2 separate regions of the Mus musculus genome follow, and region 2 is linked to region 1. Evidence: chromatin contacts called from public Hi-C data. All regions are on one chromosome and are shown on one strand. The core of a region is the stretch at or near the end of the contact, and the rest is flanking DNA. Distances in the headings are between cores, read along the strand shown. Region 1 overlaps Dlc1 (deleted in liver cancer 1). Region 2 overlaps Dlc1 (deleted in liver cancer 1).

Region 1 (6,535 bases), core at 14-2,513:
CACACCAGCAGGAAGGGGTCCACAATGCTATCCCATTGACTGTGACCTTGGACATGGAACTTCTGTCCCAGCTGCCTCTCAGCAGGGGACAGGCTTTTCAAGGATGCCTTTGCAAAGTTCTGGAATTTCCCTTGGGGTGACTTTGACAGATGCACTCGCATCACACAAAATCCCCTTTCCATATCATTATAGCTTGGTTTGAAACGGGGAATTCAGTGGACATTGGCTGTCCTATGAGGCCTCTATTTTACCCAGATTGGAGAAAATATTCCGGTTCTGTCACCTGAGTGTGACAAAGTGCGGCTGTAGGGCAGAGCCATACCTGGGTCACAGACCATTTCACTCCAAAGGCCGTTTTCCTCACTGGCTTTCTAAGTATGGGGAGCCTGGGAGTGCCTCAACCTCAGGGTGTGGGAGCCTTTTGTCCCTCAGACATCCTTTGGAGACTCCTACAGGAGAAGGAAGGCGCCTCTGTGACAGGAATCAGGAAGTGACTTCCAGTTCGCTCCGCAGGACACTTAGAGGCGGGGTGGGTAAGAGATCAAAATGTGGGTGGTGTCACAGACAACTGAGGGCCCAGCTCACCAGAGCTTAGGGTTCCGTTAGCTTTGGATTTGTCCTCCACTAGTGGAGAAGCCGACTTGAAAAGGCCACCGAGTAGAGTTAGGCATGGAGAAAAAAAGTACTCAGTGTCATAAAAACCTACATCTGCTAACAGAACTAAACCTGGGGTCAGGGGTGATGAAGAGAAACCTTCCCATTGTGTTGGTTTGGCTTACAAAGTTTACCCGCAGCACCCAAAAGCCTTCCTTCTTAGCAGGAAGAAATTTTGCAAGATGCCAGGCAACTATTTCCATTGATCTCTAACACAGACACTTCTCTCAGAAACCAACCTCCCAACACCCTCACTGGAGAAGGCACTGCTTAGTCCAGCCCAGTGGAGGTCTGACTTTGTAGATGTGGTATTCTGAGACTCTCACAGACGGTAAGGACAGACGCTCTTGTCTCTCTATCTGCTAGGCTGCAATCACATTACACAGATACCCCCAGGAAACAGCAGTCTTTGCAAGACTCTGTCAGAACATTCTAGAAAAGCGTGACTCTTGACTGTGAGTGAGGCTCTGTAACATGCAGAGTTGTCTTCCCGTCTGCCACTACTTAGGATAGCAAGCAAGAAAAAAAAAAAAACCTAGTACAAAGAAGGTCTAGGCGGAATCATGCGATGATTAACTGTCCCCGGGAAGTCTCTCCACCCTTATCATGGCTCATCATAATCCCCCACAATGGGGCCACCTAAGGGAGAAGTGTTGACAGACAGGGCAGGCTGACAGACAAGACAGACCTCCCCAGCTGGAAATCTACCCTTTCCACATCAACTGAGTGTCCCCCTAGAGCAGGCCCCCCCTCCCACCCCAGCTCAACCTCAACAGAAAGAAATGAAATTATGAGATGAAGACGCTCCAGAAATAAACTATTTGTAAGTCCCCAGTAACCTCTGATGGCTAATTGTTACAATTGTTTCTATGGTATTGTTTCTATTGTGACTCTTTGTCTAATCTACGGATTTGATTGTAGGAATGTATTCAAGAAGAAAAAAAACCAAACCAAACCAAACCAAACCAAACCAAACCAAACCAAACCAAACCAAACCAAGGTACACACAAGGATGGGCACTGCGTATGGTTTCAGGAATGCCCTGGGAGCTTGAAACTTATTCCCTAAGGATAAAAGAGGGCCAGTGTAATTTGAGACTGAAAATAAAAAAGACCCACTACTGATCTCACACATTCAAAGCCGTAACGTGTACCTATAAAACAAATTGTAACCCTCCTGCGTGGTCTCCCTTCAAAGCCTACTCATACTTAACTCTGCATTCCTCCACCGGAAATGGCCAAAGTCAGAAATAGAGACAGCTGTGAAAAAGACAGATCTGTTCCAAAACCCGTTTTCCTTCTCAGTCCACAGCCCGAGGAAGAACGTGGGCTTGTGTTTTTCAGGTCAGGGCTGATATTAACTCTTCATAAACTGGGCATTCTAACTTGACCTTGACTACACAGGAGGGAACTTTTTACAGATGGGCCATGATTAAAAAAAAAAAAAAAAGACTAAGAGACAGCTATGCTTAGAGACTAGAATCATTCTTGGCCATTGTCTCTTAGCGCACATTATCACTGGCCTGTAGAATTGTTAAACGTGACAGCCACCTTTCCCCTTTTCTCCTGCTTTGTCTGGCGCGCCTGGAGCCTGGGGTACCTGGGCCAGGTTGGGTTCTGACGCTCTCTGTACAGCATGGAGACGTCAGGTCTGCACTGGTTTGGTAATATCCAGGGAGGAAGCAGAAACATCTGAGGTTATTTTTACTTCTGCAGGTCCTCTGGCTGTACAGGGTGGATCAAGTATTGTCTGGAGCCCTTTAGGACTCTTTTTTTTTTTTTTTTTTTTTTTTTTTTGCATGGCCTCATTTCCGTCTTCCTGTTGCTAGGAAAGGGAGTTAGGCATGAGAAACTTGTGTTTACAATACTGGCCCATCCTGTGCAGAACAAGGCTCTCTTCAAAAGAGTCCCATTTAGTTCACTCACTGTACTCTGGATGCCCCCAGCTCTTCTGGACCAAACCACCCTCCCTTGAATATTTCCAAATTGAGTATTTACTCGGTTAGGTCATAAAAATACCCCTCTCATTTAAACATTGCATCATGCTTTTAAGATCTCCACAGGGACACCCAGGAAAACCCAAGTACTAATTTTTGTATTTGAAGCCACCTCTTGGAGCCTCCTCACCGAGCCTCAGATTGGAAGTATCTTGCATGAGTCTCCTCTTTCCCCTTTAAGCCCCACATCGCTTCTACCAATAGGAGCTGGAGTACCAGACAGCTTAGAAGCCACTTGATTTAGTAATAGCTTGCTGCGGTCATAACACATCTATTGGCCTGTTCTATTGGTCTTTGTTCTTTTAACCACAATAAGGCCGAAGGGCAAACTGTCTTGCATGTATTCCACAATTAAAGAAAACTCCTTGGGTTGCTTCAGCATACTGAAATCTGAAATGGTTTACCATCCTCTTCACTCTTTGGAAAGTGGTGAGCATTAGAGCTACCAAAAAAAAAATAAATAAATAAAATAAATAAATAAATAAATAAATAGGGGAACTTAGAATACAAGTGACTGAGAGCAGCCTTCATCCACTCTAGGGCAAAGACCTAAGCTGGAGACCACATGTCTAGATTGCAGGCTCTATGACTTGGGGAAAAGTCAGCGCCTTATTCCTGGGCTTTTGGTGTCATTTGGCTCAGAAGAAAGTAAAGGCAATTTGTCAAAAGCAAACTCTGAGGGAAAAAGAAGAAAACCCAGCTTGAGAGAAAGTCTGTCTGCCTTGCTTCGCTTGAAACTCTCTGAACAGTAGTACTAATGAAAAAATTATGCACCCAGGCTAGGGCTTTGCTGCAAGTCTGGCACGCCTCAATAAAAGTGAACACAGGCGATCTCCAACATTTTCTCAGGAAATGTCTTGAAATAACTTCTGACGGCACATCTGCTAACCATTTGACACTCAGTCCTTCCTCAGGACTTTGGCTCTTCTGTTAGGGGGGCTGCTGCCTCGCAGGGCACCCCTCTGACCATCTGCTGCAATCTGCTTGCCAAGATGGCACCGGGTAGTCCATTAATTCCACCCTTATGGTCAGCAAATTATCCCGCAGAGGACTAGCCTGCAGTCCAGATGGAAGCAGAATTAGTCAACCTCTTAGAGCCGCTGATAGGTTTACATTTTGAGGGGCTGCAGTCCACTGGGCTATTATTTCCCCTCATCCCTTCAGAAAACAGATTTCTGCAGGGTTAAAAAAAAATGTAACTTGAGACTGGGCATTCTGCCTTCTCCAGAGCCTGATTTTTTTTTCCCCTACTCAAATGCGTCACATATGCCACCCCCACGAATCTTTTGGTAATGGATGGCCCGTGCCTAGGCTGCATTCCTCCGAATCACCAAGCCACAGCTTGAAACCACCTCTCGCCTCTAGAGAATGAGCCCATTGGTGACCACATTGGGTGTAAAAAGCCTCATTGAAAGCAAAACCGGATGGGGAGATATATTTTTCTTCCCCCTCTACTGCGCTGATTAATGACTTAGGCAGGGTTTCTCTTTTAGTTATTGGCATAATTTGCGAACAGAGTGAACTTCAGTATCCGTCACCCGCTAGGTACTTTACCTATTTGATGCTCACAACTTCCACTTGTGTCAAAAGTTACTACTCAGGGTTGGGGACAGCACAGTGAGGATGTGCCACTTCCCCAGGGTCGCGCATCAAGAGGGATGCTGGTCCCGAGTTCATTTCCCCAACCTCAGTCCTCGCACCAGAGGCCATGCGCTGAAATGACTCGCAGAGACAGAAAACCACACCAACAGGGTGGGCTATTGCTCTAGAAGCAACCCTTAAGAAGGATCAAAGGCTCTCAGCTACTGACGTTGGAGGAGGGGACAGGGGCGCAGGGTGGGGAATTAGTCCAAGACGCCGTCGCCGCTCAAAAAAAAAAAAAAAAAAAAAAAAAGCCACAGGCCTGGAGTCTTGCTTCCTTCCTTTCCCCAGCCCACGGACTCTTTCTCCCTCGCCAAGGGCGTGGGCATCTGGTGGGGTTTTTCAGGAACCGCGTCCAACCACACAGCGGGAAAGCGCTGGGTTCCTAGCTGGAACCCCACGTGCAACGGGGGTTGTGGGTAGCTAAGGAGCAACCCCTACTTAGCCCGCCCAGGCTCAGAGATCCCCGGCGTTTAAAAAAAAAAAAAAAAACAGGCGAACGCAACAAAAGAACAGAGCTCTTAAATAGTGCTAAGGAAACATTTTTTCCCGAAGTACAGCTTAAAGTCTACACAGCCCCTTAAATAATGCACTCTTAGGGAGAAGACAAAGCTGATTTGAGACTTGTAGGGTGGCAAGAAGAGATGGAACAGTCTCCAAAAGAAGTCCAAAAGGGGTTGCTCGCCCCTCGGGGCCCGAGGCCAGAAGGAATAGTATGAGTCTAAGTCACCCGGACGCCAGTCCCCAGTCCCCAGGCAATACATGGTCAAGGGACATGACCCGGTGTTAAACTCTCCAACAAACCCTGACCCAAGCTGCTTAAGCACACACGTTCTACTAACGAAAGCCTGGGGCTCCTCCTCTGCAAGCGTGTCAAAACACACAATCACAACACGGACTTGGCAGGGCAGCGTGACAAGTCCTCCTCACCCGGATCCCCTCAGCAGTTGACCCCAGCCAGACTAGTCCAACAACAAGGCACAAGTCCATCTTACGTGTTAGGATCATGGTGTCCGGCTCGTCTCTACACATTAAGGTCGGCGCAGGGCGGCGGGAGCGCACTGGGAACGTCGAGGCTGCCAGAAGTAATCGGGATCCCACGTCGGGACCCACGGTGGCAGCCGGGACGCGAGCCTCTCGCGGTCGTCAGCACATCCTGGTTCGCAGCTTCCTTACGCTTCGCCCCAGCTCGGGCAAAATCGTGGGTTTTAGATTGCCACCGCGAAGGGAGCGCTCTCAGGGAGCGGGGCACGGAGCTGGGGAGCCGTGGCTCCAACAGCGAGGACGCACAGCCATGGCTCAGGCTGGAGCGCACCGCCCTCCACCCAAACGCTGAAGTGCTCTGCTCTCTGCGCGCCCTAGGGGCCGCGCCTTCCTACTGAGCCCGCCCCCGGGGGCGGGATTCACGTTGCGGCCTCGGGCTGTGCTCTGACTCCACCCACCGCACACCAGGCCCCGCCCAAAGCTCGCCCAGGTCCCGCCCCACGCCTCCTTCCCCCTTTCCTGGAATGTTTTCCCAGGGTCTGCACTTTTGCGGCGGCGGGAAGCGCCTAAAAGTCGCCAACTACTGGCCTCTGGGGTAAAGGCAAAAGCTTGGAGGCTTTAGCTGAGTGCAGAGATCCGGGCCTCGTGCTCAATTTCCCCTCTGCCTTTTCTTGCGTGGTTTTGTGTACGCGCAGCCTCTCATTCCAGTTGGCATCACAAAAAAACTTGCGCGGAGTGCGGAGGTTAAAGATAGATCGCTTGGTCAGAAAATAGGGAAAAGAAGTATCGGGACTTTGGGGGCACCCATTTCTTGCTAAAGCCTGCAAGAGTAAAGAGTTTGTGAGGATTAAACACAGCTGTGGAAGCTTTCCCCAGCACGTGGGGAGAGTCAGTATACCGCGTGCGCAGCTCTATCCAGTATATTTCTAACTGGTATTTGTACTATGGTCACAGCTCTTAGAATTGCTCACGAACTGGCCCTAGCCTGCAGGTTTATGATCTCAGATGCTGATCATTTTTTTTTTCCCACAGGCTCAAATGATTCTCCGGCAGCTTAGTTGCCGGCTCCTTATGTCATCAGAAGCCCCATTTTTGAAACTTGGGACAGAATATAATCAGTGGAAGGTGTTTAAAAGTCCACATCAATTTTCATAAAAATTTACCTTGGAGTAAGTTGGTGCTTTTTGTGTGTGTTACTTTAACTGATGGAAACGCATTCATTCAGCACCGAGAGTGTTTACTATGGGCAAAATGGTTTCT
Region 2 (5,762 bases), core at 1,455-3,954, 180 kb after region 1:
ATGCTGCTAAGACAAGACTGACTTCCAAGCAGCTAGGATGAGGGTCTTAAAGCCCACACTCATAGTGACACACCTACACCAACAGGGCCACACCTTCTAATAGTGTCACTCCCTCGGCTGAGCATATACAAGCCATCACAATCTCCACTCTATTTTTTTGAGACTCTAGATATCTCACTGAAAGAGAAGTTGACTTACTGGCTGGATAGACAGCTCCAGGGATTTGCTTGTCTTTGCTTACACAGTAGTGGGGCTATACATGTGTATCTCTATGCCCATTTTTCACGTGGTACTAAGTTTGAACACAAATCTTTATACTTGTGTGGTAAGCTCCTTACTGACAGCCATCACCCCAGCTCTGACTTTAGCCATTTTTGAAAGCTGTTCTGGAGTGGATCAGTGTGTTGTCCCGCCAGCATAAAGCATTGTGGGCCCTGTTCAATCTCTTTCAAAGACTTTTAGTTTTGTAGTATTTCTAGCCTTGAGTCACCTGGGTCAAGAAAGTACTTGAAAATAGAGAATTTAGAGAACACATTCGAGCGTTCTGGAAGCCTCTGGAAACATTCGAATAAATGCTGTGGAATGATTTTGTCTTGGTTTTGCTTTTCCTCTGAGAAGTAAATTATAAGTTGCTTAATGAGCCCATCTGTAAATCCAATGTGGGGGATGCTTTAGAATATTTCCTGGTAGTTTTTCTGAGTTTCTTCTGGAATGGTTGTGCAATAAGTGACCCCGTGATGCTCAAAATGCCCAACTGAAGGCTGGAGAAAGAGACGTGAGCTCCCTGTGTGTCTTCCTGAAAGGTCCAGGGACCAATTACATCACCTCTGTGGTGTGTCTGGATAAGGCAAGGCTAGAAGAGAAAAGAAATGAACCCAGGTTTTACTAAACAACAGCAGTTTTCACATAGCAATTGCTGTTGATGCTGCTTTCCTGTTTTTTGTTTTTGGTTTTTTTGTTTGTTTGTTTGTTTTATTCCCCAAAGTAGGGTCTGAACTCAGGACAAATGCTATGTCTGCCACTGAGGTAAATTCTTAACTCTATTTCTTACTAAATGACAAATCCCCCCCCTCTCTGGGTGTGCATGCGTGCGTGTGTGCGTGCGTGCGTACACACATGTACTTGATGGCCCATAAGTAGAGGGAAGAGGACAACTTTTGGGACTGGGTTTTCACCTTCCACCTTGTTGAGACAGGGCCTCTCTTGTTTCTGCCCATGTCCTAGGTGCTCCAGGTTAGCTGACCCACTAACTCCCGACTCTGCCTCTCATCTCACACTAGGAGTGTTGGGATTGGTGCTGCTTGACACGACATCAGCTTTTTATATGGGTGCTGGGGACTGAACTCAGGCCTTTGTCTGGCTTGCATGCCAACTGCTTCCATCCTCTGAGAAATGGTCCTGCCTTACTTCTCACTACTTCCTATAAAACTTTGAAAATTATGTTTATGGTATCTGATGATGATGATGATGATGATGATGACGACGATGATGGTTTAAATAATTTCTTTCAAGACATCATTTTCAAATCCGTGTTACATATATCACATCACATGAAAAATACAGATGTTCAGTGAGGACTCAAACTAGTCAAGGTGGGTTATAGTCTGCTTTGGATAAAAGACCCTTCCAGTTGCCTTCAGTGGACCTGGTGGCAAAGGCCTGTCATTCTAGTTTATGGGGGAAGCTGAGTCAGCAGGATCACCTGTTCAAGACCTCCTTGGTCTACAGAGTGAGTTCCAGGCCACCTTGGGTAACTTGGTGAGAACCAGTCTGAAAATGACAAGAGAGAGAAAGCTGGAGATATAATTCAAGGGCAGACACTTGCTAGCATGCACCAGGAAATGGGTTTAAACCTTAGTGCTAAAAAAAAGTACAGTTCTCAGACCCCCACTTAAAGTATGGCTTTAGTAAGTGTATATACATGAAAATTTGCATAGGTCAAAACACATCTGCATTGTCAATTGGTTAGACTGACACTTCCTTTTTTGCCTAACGTTGACCTCCCAGATATCTATAAACCTGTTCATGTCACCAGATGCCACAGTAGAAGAGAAAACACAGCAAATCTCACTGTGAGTCAGATCCAGAATATATTCTGAGTGTCTTCTTTACTAGAACCTGTTCCAGGAAGAAGCAGAACCCCCAAACCCCTCTCATGAAGCTAACTTTGCAACAGTGGAGAGTGAGCACTTGGAAAGTGGGTCAGCTAATGTGATATTCAGATACAGGTTAGGAGAGAGAGACAAGAAAACCATAGGGTGTGTGGAAGGGGGGTGGCTTTAGCCCCAGTAGTCAAGGAGGTTTGGAGTGTTGGAGGTGGCACTGTGAAGCTGTGGTAGTTCCGAAAAGGAGCCTGTGCCACACAGACTTGAGAAGCAAAGGTGGGGAGCAGGGCAGTAAGCCAGGGGCCCTGGGCGTGGAAGGAGCTTGGTGCATCCCAAGGCCAAGGCCAGAGGCACTGAAGCACAGAGAAAGAAGATCCAGGGGAGAGGTCATGAAACAGACACAGGCTGGATGTGTAAGCCCTTTGGAAAAGCCTCCATGGCTGGCTACGATGGGAAACAGCTGGCAGGTCTTAAGCAGGCAGAATATCTTGATCAGATTAATGCTCTAGAAGATTACTGCTCCAGAGGCTAGACTGCGGGGGCAGGAGCAGAGGCAGGAGGGCAGCTGGGCCACTGGGAAGCAATGACCACAAGCGCTGGGCTTGTAGAAGCACCCGCATTAATCTTTTCTGGCAAGGGTAAGGAGCTGTTTGTGGGCCGAAGTGACTGTGTACATCAATGAACTACTGGGTTGATGAAGCAAGGGCTGACTTTGCCGGTTCGATTTGGTCTATTGCCTGAAGACCTGTGTCCATGGGAGAGACTCGAGTTTTTTGGTTTTCCTTTGTTAAATCCAAGATACCACGTCATAATTGTAATTACGACTTATGGATGATAGGTGCGTGTTCCCTGGCACTCTAAGCTCCTTTAAGTCCCGTAACTAATGTACACCTCTCAGGTTGAGCCAGGTCTACCATCATAGCTGTTAACACTCGAGTTACTGACAACGTCTGACTCAGTTTCCAGAGAACATCTAGACCAGAGAGAGCAAGGTGGCTTCTGTAGGACATGCAAGGGAAGGCTAGCCTAACTGAAGTCGGGTCGGGAGGTTCAAGCTGCTGGTCCTGTGCATCCCATAAACACTAGCATGCAAGGGTTCTGAAGACCGTGGATCAGGGAAAGGTCTTTCTAAGGCAGAATAGCCAGGGAAGAAAAGGTGGCTGGAGATGGTATGTTGGGGCCTTTAGCAATTTGGAAGTCTATTGACACAGGAACAGTTAAAGGGCATGACTAAGTCGTTGGAGGATTAAAAATCTGTCTAGTTCATTGTCATTAAAATATACCCTTTTTCTTTCCCTGTATTTTTGTATTTGCTTTTTATATTCATATTCTCTATCTCTATTTTTTCAGAGGGTGGGATATGAAAACCAGCAACAAGCGAAGCAACAGTTTTATGAATGGACAACTAACTACTCATATTGGTGAAGGAAATAACACGAAGTCACATTCTTTTCCAGATTGGTTTGTACTGATTCTCCCGGAATGTGACCGTCTAACAGAGGGTGCACGACAGCTAAGGGAAGGATGCCCAAACCTGGCTTCAAGTTTCTCAAGTCCTTGTGAAACCGACAGCAAATCCCCCTTTGTGATTAATTTGCCTTTCGCCAAGCTTCGAAGAAGCCTCTGGCTTTCATCAAATTAGGTCTCAACAAGTGGAAGATGGTATATATTCTGTCTTGTAGAAAATAGCAACAACAAAATACCAGATCTGATGTACTCTTTCCTAGAACCTCAGGCGTTTGTTTACCCCATATAGTCATGATATACAGGTTCATGACAACATTAAGAGAAAAATACTGACCTGCTACTGACATTCATACACGCTACGATTTGAAATTGTGACTCCATTACCTTCAAAACAACCTGACTTTGACCAAGAATGTATTTTTGTAAACAATCATTTTTGCAAATCATAAAAGTTAATTCATAATTCCATTTTTAAAGTTCTTTAAAATGTTTAATTTTTATTCTATGTATATGGATGTTTTGCTTACATGTATATCTGTGCTCTCTGTGTGTGTGTGTGTGTGTGTCTGTGGAGGCCAGAAGAGAGAAACTGAGATGAAGATGGTTGTTAGCCACATTGTAGGTGCTAGAATTTGAATTCAGGTTTACTGGACAAGCAACTGCTCTTTACGGAAGAGTCACTTCTCCAGTCTGAAAGTAACTTTTGATGAGTTGCATTTTAATTTTAACTGGTAGGCAGTCCATCTATACAAAATGAAAAATCTAAGAGCACAACTGTGTGGCTCAGTGGGTAAAGTGCCTGCCCTACAAGTATGAAAGCCTGAGTTCAGATCCCCATCAGTCCTGTACGAAGAAGCTGGGAGCAGCAGTGATGTGTCTGTAATCACAGTGTTGGAGATGGAGACAGGAAGATCCTTAAATTTTTCTCGCCAGTTATTCTAGCCACATCGACAAGCTCTAAGTTCAGTGAGAGAGCCTGTCTCAAAAGTTAAGGAGGTGTGCTACTGAGACAGACATCTGGTGCTGAACTCTGGCCTACACATGCACACATAGGTACACACACCTACACATACAACCACACGCATGCACGCACGCGTGCACACATACACTCACACCTGCCCACACTTGAATATTCACCATCACATGTAGATACTCACACACAAAAAAAGAAAAAGAAAATATAATTCAGTGAATTCTTTACCCTATAGGTCTTTCAGTAGAGATGGAGGGCACTAATATAAATCCATAAAACGTATTTCATTATTTGCCAAAGCCAAGAAGTAGATTCTGTTGGGAGCCGCCCTCACATTTGCCATTATAAGATGGCACTGACAGCTGTGTTCTAAGTGGTAAACATAATCTGCACACGTGCAGGGGCAGTTTTCCCGCCATGTGTTCTGCCTTTCTCGTGATGACAACTGGGCCGATGGGCTGCAGCCAATCAGGGAGTAATACGTCCTAGGCGGAGAATAATTCTCCTTAAAAAGGGACGGGGTTTCGCCATTTCTCTCTCTTGCTCTTGTTCTCTCTCTTGCTTTCTTGTTCTTGTTCTTTTTCTCTCTCTTGCTTTCTTGCTCTTGCTCTCTTGCTCTCTTGCTCTCTTGCTCTCTTTCTCTTGCTTTCTTGTTCTTGTTCTTTTTCTTGCTTTCTTGTTCTCTTTCTTGCTTTCTTGTTCTTGTTCTCTCTCTTGCACTCTTGCTCTCTTGCTCTCTGGCTCCTGGCTCCTGGCTCCTGAAGATGTAAGCAATAAAGCTTTTGCCGCAGAAGATTCCGGTTTGTTGCGTTCTTCCTGGCCGGTCGCGAGAACGCGGGTAAGAGTTGGTGCCGAAACGCGTGTAAGAAGATTCTATATCAAACTTTCTCCTTGTAATCTATCTGCAGTCATACAATGTTGCTTGTGTATGGGACAGCATGGTTTTCTGAGAGTGAAGACAGAGTTACAATGATAGAAATTATTGTTTTATGCTAGAGAGACGTTAGATAGGATTACGTGTTTTATAGCCTTTGCTAACTGATTTGGATATTTTGTATTGAGAAAAGTAAAAATACTGAGGAAAGATTTATTTTTTCATTCTTAATGAGAAAGTACAGTTTTCTGCATGGACAAGACTGACTGCTCATGCTTTATTATTTAACCCTTACCTCCCAAGACTGTAGAGAGATTAGGTAGTCAAGAAATTCTACTGGCCC

What was found. Hi-C and Micro-C count contacts between places; a contact is called where the count stands out from the background.
Region 2: a Hi-C map of rod photoreceptor shows a contact between it and region 1, with 2.7 times the contacts expected there. The contact joins two enhancer-like sites. A contact is called at or near these places in 8 of 484 Hi-C or Micro-C datasets (cerebral cortex, rod photoreceptor, uterus and 1 more) and 2 of 115 datasets of contacts at active chromatin or transcription factors (the NIH/3T3 cell line and neural tube).

Annotation. Positions count from the first base shown.
Region 1 is chr8:36,608,273-36,614,807 of GRCm38.p6, forward strand. The region is part of intron 5 of Dlc1 (deleted in liver cancer 1); the gene reads right to left. Among named protein-coding and RNA genes, the nearest start is that of Trmt9b, 150 kb to the left of the region's middle. Within about 2 kb of position 1,264, at least 42 of the 459 cell types and tissues checked have an H3K27ac peak or open chromatin away from gene starts, as enhancers often do. A contact at or near this core is called in rod photoreceptor, where this site is marked.
Region 2 is chr8:36,787,242-36,793,003 of GRCm38.p6, forward strand. All of the region lies in intron 4 of Dlc1 (deleted in liver cancer 1), which reads right to left. Among named protein-coding and RNA genes, the nearest start is that of Dlc1, 160 kb to the right of the region's middle. Within about 2 kb of position 2,705, at least 15 of the 459 cell types and tissues checked have an H3K27ac peak or open chromatin away from gene starts, as enhancers often do. A contact at or near this core is called in rod photoreceptor, where this site is marked.